2 separate regions of the Triticum aestivum genome follow, and region 1 is linked to region 2. A link is a contact called in public Hi-C data. All regions are on one chromosome and are shown on one strand. Each heading gives the region's core, a stretch centred on a gene start, on an enhancer-like site or on the middle of the called end of the contact. The rest is flanking DNA. Distances are from core to core; before and after follow the strand shown. Region 1 has its middle 37 kb from the start of LOC123122407. Region 2 holds the start of LOC123122407 (la-related protein 1B).

Region 1 (3,598 bases), core at 1,003-3,502, 38 kb after region 2:
CTTCCGTGAGAGGCACAATTGTGCTTTCGCGAGTCACGGTCGTGCCTCTCGGAAAGGAAAAAAATACGCGTTTTCTGTTTTTTTTTCTTTCGCGAGAGTCACGGTTGTGCTTTCGCGAGAGGCACGGTTGTGCTTTCGCGAGAGTCACGGTTGTGCTTTCGCGAGAGGCACGGTTGTGCTTTCGCGAGAGTCACGGCCGTGCCTCTCGGAAACCGAAAAAATGCGTTTTCTATTTTTTTTCTTCCATGAGAGTCACGGTTTTTCTTCCACGAGAGGCACGGTTGTGATTTCGCGAGAGGCACGGACATGCCTCTTTTAGAAAGGAAAAAAAACCATGCTCCCGGTTCGATTTTTTCGTCTGGTTTTTTTTTTGAAAAAAAGTTCGTCAAAACCTATCAACATGAGATCTAGTTTTGAAGATCTCGACGCGAGGAATCCAATGGGGAAAACGGTTCGAGATTTGGACGTACGGTTTAAGAGATAAAATGTTTTGAATAAACGGATGTACGAAAAAAGGGAAAACTCCCAGGTTGTGACAAGTGACGCTGCATGTGCGCCACTTGTCACGACATGGGAAAATAGAGTGCAATTAGTACTCCTTAATTAGTGATTTCGGCGAAGGAGTGCTCGTCAACTAGTTGCTCTCTATAAATTGGGCCATATATCCTAATGATTTTCGTCAGCCTTCTAGTCAAACCGAGAGAGAGAGATGAGGTTCCGTTTGGCTGGGCTACAAACACCGGCCCAATTGCAAGGCTTGTCGTGTTCTTCCTGAAACGGGCTCGCTGCGACTATTTATTGCATTGGGCCAGCCCACGCGTGTGCAATTAATAAAGGAAAAAGGTGAGGAGAAATGGAGACGCGCAGGATTCGAACCCTGCCTAGGCTCTCATGAGTGTTTCTGATGTAGGGCGGTAGTTCTTAAGTCTAAACGAGCCTGGTTTTTCCATTGTTTTTTTTTTTTGCTTCTTTTCTCCGCATCTTCTCTCTTTTTATTGGTTTTTTCTTTTCTTTCTTTTGATGTTTTTTTTAATTTTATTTGTTTAATTTTGTCTATTTTATTTTTCTTCTCCTTTTTAAATATTTATTGCATTTGCTTCTTTGTTTTTTTCTTTGGTTTATTTTATTTCTTTTGGGGTTTTATTATATTTTTCTTATTGCTTTATTCTATATTGTTTTGTATATGTCAACAACATTTTTCTAATACATACTCAACATTCTTACAATACAAATTTAATTTTTTTTGATACATGGTCAACATCTTTTATACACATTTAACATTTTCCAATTTCTGGATTAAGATTTTTGAAATACTTGTTCAACATTTTTTTATATATGTGATATGTTTTTTTCATTTTTAAATAGATGGTCAACATTTTTTATTTACACATTTAACATTTCCAAATGCTTGATTAATATTTTGAAATACTTGTTCAACATTTTTTCAAATGGTTCATTAACATGTTTATAGACATGATCAAAAAGATTCATCATTAATTTAATACACGGTCAACATTCTTTATATACACATTTAAGATTTTTTAAATGCTTGATTAATATTTTTCAAATACTTGTTCAACATTTTCTCAGATGGTTAAATAACATTTTTATATACATGATCAAAAAGATTCATCATTTATTTCATACACGGTCAACATTCTTTCTATACACATTTAACATTTTTTAAATGCTTATATATATTTTAAAAACTCTAAAAAAACATTTAAAATATGTTGAACAAGTATTTGGAAAATGTTGAACAAGTATTTGAAAAAATGTTAATCATGTATATAAAAATGTTAATCAAGCATTCGAACTAAAAATGTTGAAAAAGTATTGAAGAACTATTTGAAAAATGTTGAACAATTATTTCAAAAAAATCTTGATCATGTATATAAAAACATTAATCAAGCATTTTAAAAAATGTTGAACAATTATTTGAAAAATGTTAATCAAGCATTAAAAAATATATTAAATATGTGTATTAAAATGTTGATCATGTATTAAAAATGATGAAGTTTATTAATCATGTATATAAAATGTTAATCAACCATTTAAAAAAATGTTGAACAAGTCACCATCAACTTAAAAAAAAATCCAGCATGGTCTCTGTCCTTTTTAATGAGGATATGGATATGCACGGTCTCTGTCGCCGCGTGCTGCGCGTGCCGAACGTGCTTTGCGCTACCGCCACTCCACGCAACGGGACGGAAACACGGTAGCCTTGGCGCCGTGCACCGCGATCGAGCCGCTTTGGCTACGAACTACGGCGTGCCGCCTACGTACGTGTCTGAACGTCGCGGCCTGTCGCTGTGGTGTAACTTCTTTCTTTTGCGTACAGATGGTAGATGGAAATCACTTGCGCGTGGTGGCGTGGACAGGGATTAGGGAAGGAGCTGGCTTGGGGCGCATTCGTCCACACTTTGCTTGCGCGCGACATGCACGCACGCATGTCCTCTCGTTTCTTACCCGGCTCTCTCTCTCACACACACACACAAGCGAGCTTGTTGTTTTGGGCCGCATTCGCGCATTGCAGTTGCAGTTCTAAACCAGAACTAGAATCATCTCTCTTTATTACGCAGGAAGAGAGATGATAAACCAGCGTGGTTCTCTATTTCCTAACCATGAGTCGTGAATAACATGTGCTCTTTCTTGAGAGGGGTGATTAACAATGGTACATGTTTGCAATATGAAAAATATATAAATTTATGACGTCTACATCATAGACTCGTTCATGCACGTAAACTATACATATTCACCGGTGCAGATGAATCTGTTCGTTTCCACACGTTGCCTTTCATGGTCAATCCCATAGTGTTGATTGGGTAGGCAGGCAGTAGCGCCCCCAGCTCCGGAGAATGTTGTCCGAAGGATCGATCCCGGCCGGGGCGGTGCTCCCTCACGCTCATGCAGATGGTTGGTTCTAATTATTTTTTGACCATGGAAATGAAGGGAGCGCCCCCACCAACCAGAGTATGTGCGTGCCCACAGCGCCGACAAGACAAATCTAGGGAAGATCTCAAGGGAGTGACCACCGGATGGCAGACGACTCACGCGACCTGTGCTGGGCGGTGCACCTGGTCTCTGACCTCCGTGCGCCGGCTCTGCTCGTTTTCCGGCGAGGAATCCAGCTCCGACGAGGCAAGTTGCGGCGGCTGGTCCTTCTCAATGATCGAGGGGTTCACGTTGATGAGCGGGCGGTGCGCGAGAGTGAGACAATAGGTGAGGGCACTCAAGTCCATTTCCCTTGTCACATATCATTGGTTGGGCGGCTGCAGGGTGCGGCTTGGCATGTTGCGGAGTTCGAGGAGGGGAGGGAGGCGGACCGCCATGGCTGTCGAGCTTTTAAGGCTGGTCAGGGGAGTCAGGTGTATTCCATCCCCTCTCCTCTCGACGAGTGCGATTCCCCTCCTCCATACCCAAAATCTCGACCAAAGCTAGGGTTTGATGGCGCACTGGAAGCTGAAGCTCGAAGCCAGGATGTTGGAGCTTGCGAGAGGCAACAAACTGAAGATGGAGAGGATGTGGGAGATCCTCTCTTGGTTCGTGGAGAGAGAGGACATGCAAGCTGTCGTGGCAAGGGCGTTCCGCATGCTCA
Region 2 (3,542 bases), core at 671-3,170:
ATATAATATGTGAAAGTACAATCAGCAGAGGTATCACACTAGCATTCAACCTGTCATCAGAGAGATTTAGAACCACAGATAGGATACATCTCGATTTGACATGAAAAAAGGGAATCAAATGAGAATGAAAAAACAGACCATAGGAAATGAAGCGATTAGGTCAATAGGCACCCATCCTTGATCATCCATACGTTCCCTCAAGTATGTGTCGTGGCAAAGATTATTAGTGCTAACAAGAAAAGAAATGAAACAAACAATTAGCATAAAAGAGACAATAACTCCTCAAGAATTTTCAAATAGATTCACTACCTAAAATAGTGCTCGATCTGCAGCTGAATGTCACGTTGGAGATTAATTTGATCTTGCTGAAACGCCAATGGCTGCATTGGCGGCCGGATAAGATGCATGTTTTGAAACTGCTGCTCAACTTGTGTGACATAGTAAGGATAGGAGGCTTGTAAATCAGCTGCAGATTGCCACACCAACCACATTACATCAAAGAGAAGAATTTATATCAAAGGATGACACGGGATGAACTGACTTACCAGGATACGGAATGGGTTGAACGTATGGCACAAAAGGTTGTGGCACCATGAAATGGGCAGCAGCAGGTGATGGCGGTGGTGGTCGTTGAAATGGACCAGGCTGGTAGTAGCCCGGCTGCTGCTGCTGCACTGGCAATGTACGGGAATAGCCCCTTGGTGAGAAATTACTCCCTCTTTCATGGTCACGGCGATTCCGACCGCCACGACCACCAAAGCCATTGCTATTACCACTACCATGTCGGGCATTATTGTTCCAGTGGCCGCTGCCACTACCGCCGTTATATCTGTTGCCCCCATCACCGCTGCCGGTGGCATTGTTGTAGCTGCCACCACCACGACCGTTGCCATTCCAATTGTTACTACCGAACACTCTCCTACTATTGTCAATACCTCTGCCACCAATGGCGCCGCTATGAACACTAGAATTCAAGTTGTTGCCACCACTAAGACCCCCATCATTCCAGTTACCATCACCACCACTACTGCTGTTCCCGTCACTGCTATAATTACCGGTGCTCTGGCTATGAGTGCTCACATTGCCATCGCCGCCCCCTCCATTGTTACCACCGTTACCACCACCATGCCGAACTAAAATTGGCTGGCTAGTGCTGCCGTTCTGCGGCGACGAGGCCGTGGTGGTGGCACTGGCACTAGGAGGAGGAGAGGTAGAGGCAGGGCCTGGACTTGAGGCAGCGGATATCGGAGTAGAAACTGGTTGTAGCTGCGGCTGCGGTGGCACCAGTGGCACAATCGGATCCTCCTGATTTCATCCACAGATTCATTCATCAGATACAAAAAAAAAAAAAAAAAACTCATCGGGTATTGCTGAAAAAAAAACTAAATACGGGAGATGGCTTGCTAGATGCATAAGCAAAGAACACGTGTGAAGTTGATGGCGAGATTCAGTTACCGGCGGGGAGGGGGCGGAGCCGTCGGAGAGGGACTTGAGGGAGTCCGACGAGGAGGACTTGGGCCAGGCCCGCGCGGCCGCGTCCGCGAGCGCCGGCCAGGACTCGTCGCCGCCCATGATGCCGCCGACGGGGGCCGGGGGCGGCGGCGGCACGTTCCACGCCGTCTTCCTCGCCGCCGCATTGCCGGGATCGGCCCCTTCCGCCTGCGCGGCCGGATCGCGCGGGTTCACCCGCGACGGGGCCTGGGGCGGCGCGGCGATCGCCGCCGGCGCCAGTCCGGCGGTGGCCGCCGGTTGCGTGGGCGCGGCGCCTCCAGCGGCCGGCGACATGGCAGGGAGAGGCGGGGCGGCGGGGGCTGGAGTTCCGGAGGGGGGTTTTGGATTGCGATTTAATCGGGAACGGAGGCGACGAGGGGGAGGAGGCTGCAGGCAGGGTGGAGGGGGCAGCGGCTGGAGGGACTAGAGAGGTGGTGGGGGGTGGAAAAATGGGATGGAGCCGGAGGGGAGTTGAGGAGCGGCGGCGGTGGAGGGTAGGTGGGAAGTTCTAGGGCAACCCGCGGGGCATTTCCGGGAAAAGGCACGCCCTCCCCTCCCCAGGACAGAATGATTTTGTTGTGCGTATTTCCCAACTGTCGCCGCCGCGCTCCTGAACAGACAATGGCCGTGCTAAGACTGACACATCACACATGTTACCAGATTATTTTACTTCTAAATTTTAAAAAACAATCTAGTATTTCACTTGTAATAAACGAAAAAAATGGAATTAGCACGTCACCTCATGTACGTACTACTATTAGGAGGAGGAGGAGTGCCGTACGTGCATAGGATATGCGTGCGATTTATCAGCAGCGTGGCACGCTTTGCATGACCACCCAGCGACTCTTCACTAGTAGTAGCACTAGTACAGTGGTAGTATGTGGACTGGCTAACAGTTAACCGGTCCCGGCTTCAGACCAGGAGATCGTCTCCACGCGCTGATCAATACGGTCGTGTAGTGTTGTTCGACTCTGTGTTTTGTATGCATACGTACGTGAGCAGTGAGCGGCGGCACGACGTGGACCAGCTGCCGTTTCGTCCCACCGTGCGTACGTGTTTGACCCTGAGTTTTGTATGCACGCCATTAACCAGCAACTGAAGGCGCCGCGCAGACTGTCGCCGCGGCACGCGCCCATGGCCTTCTTCTCGCCCATGCGGCGTCTGTGTTATGGCGGCAGAAGCTAGGACCACTTCGCCGCCTGGCACCGTAAAAAATGTAAAGAAAACGGTCTGTAAACCCGTGGAACAAACCAAAAGGAAAACTGTCACCGTGTGGTGACTGGCCAGTGAGACGTGACAGATAGATAGATAGAACTCCATGCTGGCACGACTACTTGCTGATCACACGACCCATGTTGTTTGCTCAAGGCATCGAGGCAATCGCTGCATGCATCCATCCAGTGCAGTTGCCAGCCAGCAGCAGGTTCCTTCCTTGTGGTTTCCCCCCGTGTCGCCTGCCAGGCCGCCAGCCAGCCAGCAAATTCCGTTTCTTTTCTCCGGGAGCGTGGGACGTGGACATGGACTGGCTCGGGCAGGAAGAAATTGCAACTGCCGATCCCGGGATGGCTTGGAGATTTGTTGATCTCCCGGTGCACGTTTGCGCCGTCGATCGCTGGTTCGTGCGTGCATCCATGCATAAATCTACGTACCTTTTGGCTGCCGAAAGGAAGGAGGACATGCCCGGGCCGGAGGAAATCGGGTCAACAAAAGTAGCAGTCGGGCTCGATCTGATTCCGACGCATGTTGACCAGCGGTATCATCCGCTTGCATTGGCATAGCCACGTACGTAGCTAGCTTCTTTGACATCTGCACTACCTGGTTCCATTTTTTGAACAGAAAGTCGATGTATGTCTCGATCTTGTCTCGCCATCACCGAGGTCAGGCATACCGTGTACGTCCGGCAGGGTCATTCCACGTCGGTCCAGGCGCTGCATCTGCATGCTCGCATGGAAGCTCGTCTCACACTGGCACGTGCCGTAAAAAGAGGCCGTAATCCACGACTCCAGACCTGTTGTCTAGGGCGGCATCGAGGCAGCCATTGCATGCCAAGC

Evidence for each region. Hi-C and Micro-C count contacts between places; a contact is called where the count stands out from the background.
Region 1: a Hi-C map of leaf shows a contact between it and region 2, with 9 times the contacts expected there. The contact joins the enhancer-like site here to the promoter of LOC123122407 in region 2. A contact is called at or near these places in 1 of 5 Hi-C or Micro-C datasets (leaf) and 1 of 1 datasets of contacts at active chromatin or transcription factors (leaf).

The regions. Positions count from the first base shown.
Region 1 is chr5D:429,358,144-429,361,741 of IWGSC CS RefSeq v2.1, forward strand. No RefSeq gene overlaps it. Among protein-coding and RNA genes, the nearest start is that of LOC123122407, 37 kb to the left of the region's middle. Within about 2 kb of position 2,253, at least 1 of the 8 cell types and tissues checked has an H3K27ac peak or open chromatin away from gene starts, as enhancers often do. A contact at or near this core is called in leaf, where this site is marked.
Region 2 is chr5D:429,320,589-429,324,130 of IWGSC CS RefSeq v2.1, forward strand. LOC123122407 (la-related protein 1B) reads right to left here and starts at 1,921. Exons shown (of 7, transcript XM_044542599.1): 1 at 1,456-1,921; 2 at 546-1,305; 3 at 310-466; 4 at 139-229. The coding sequence starts at 1,785.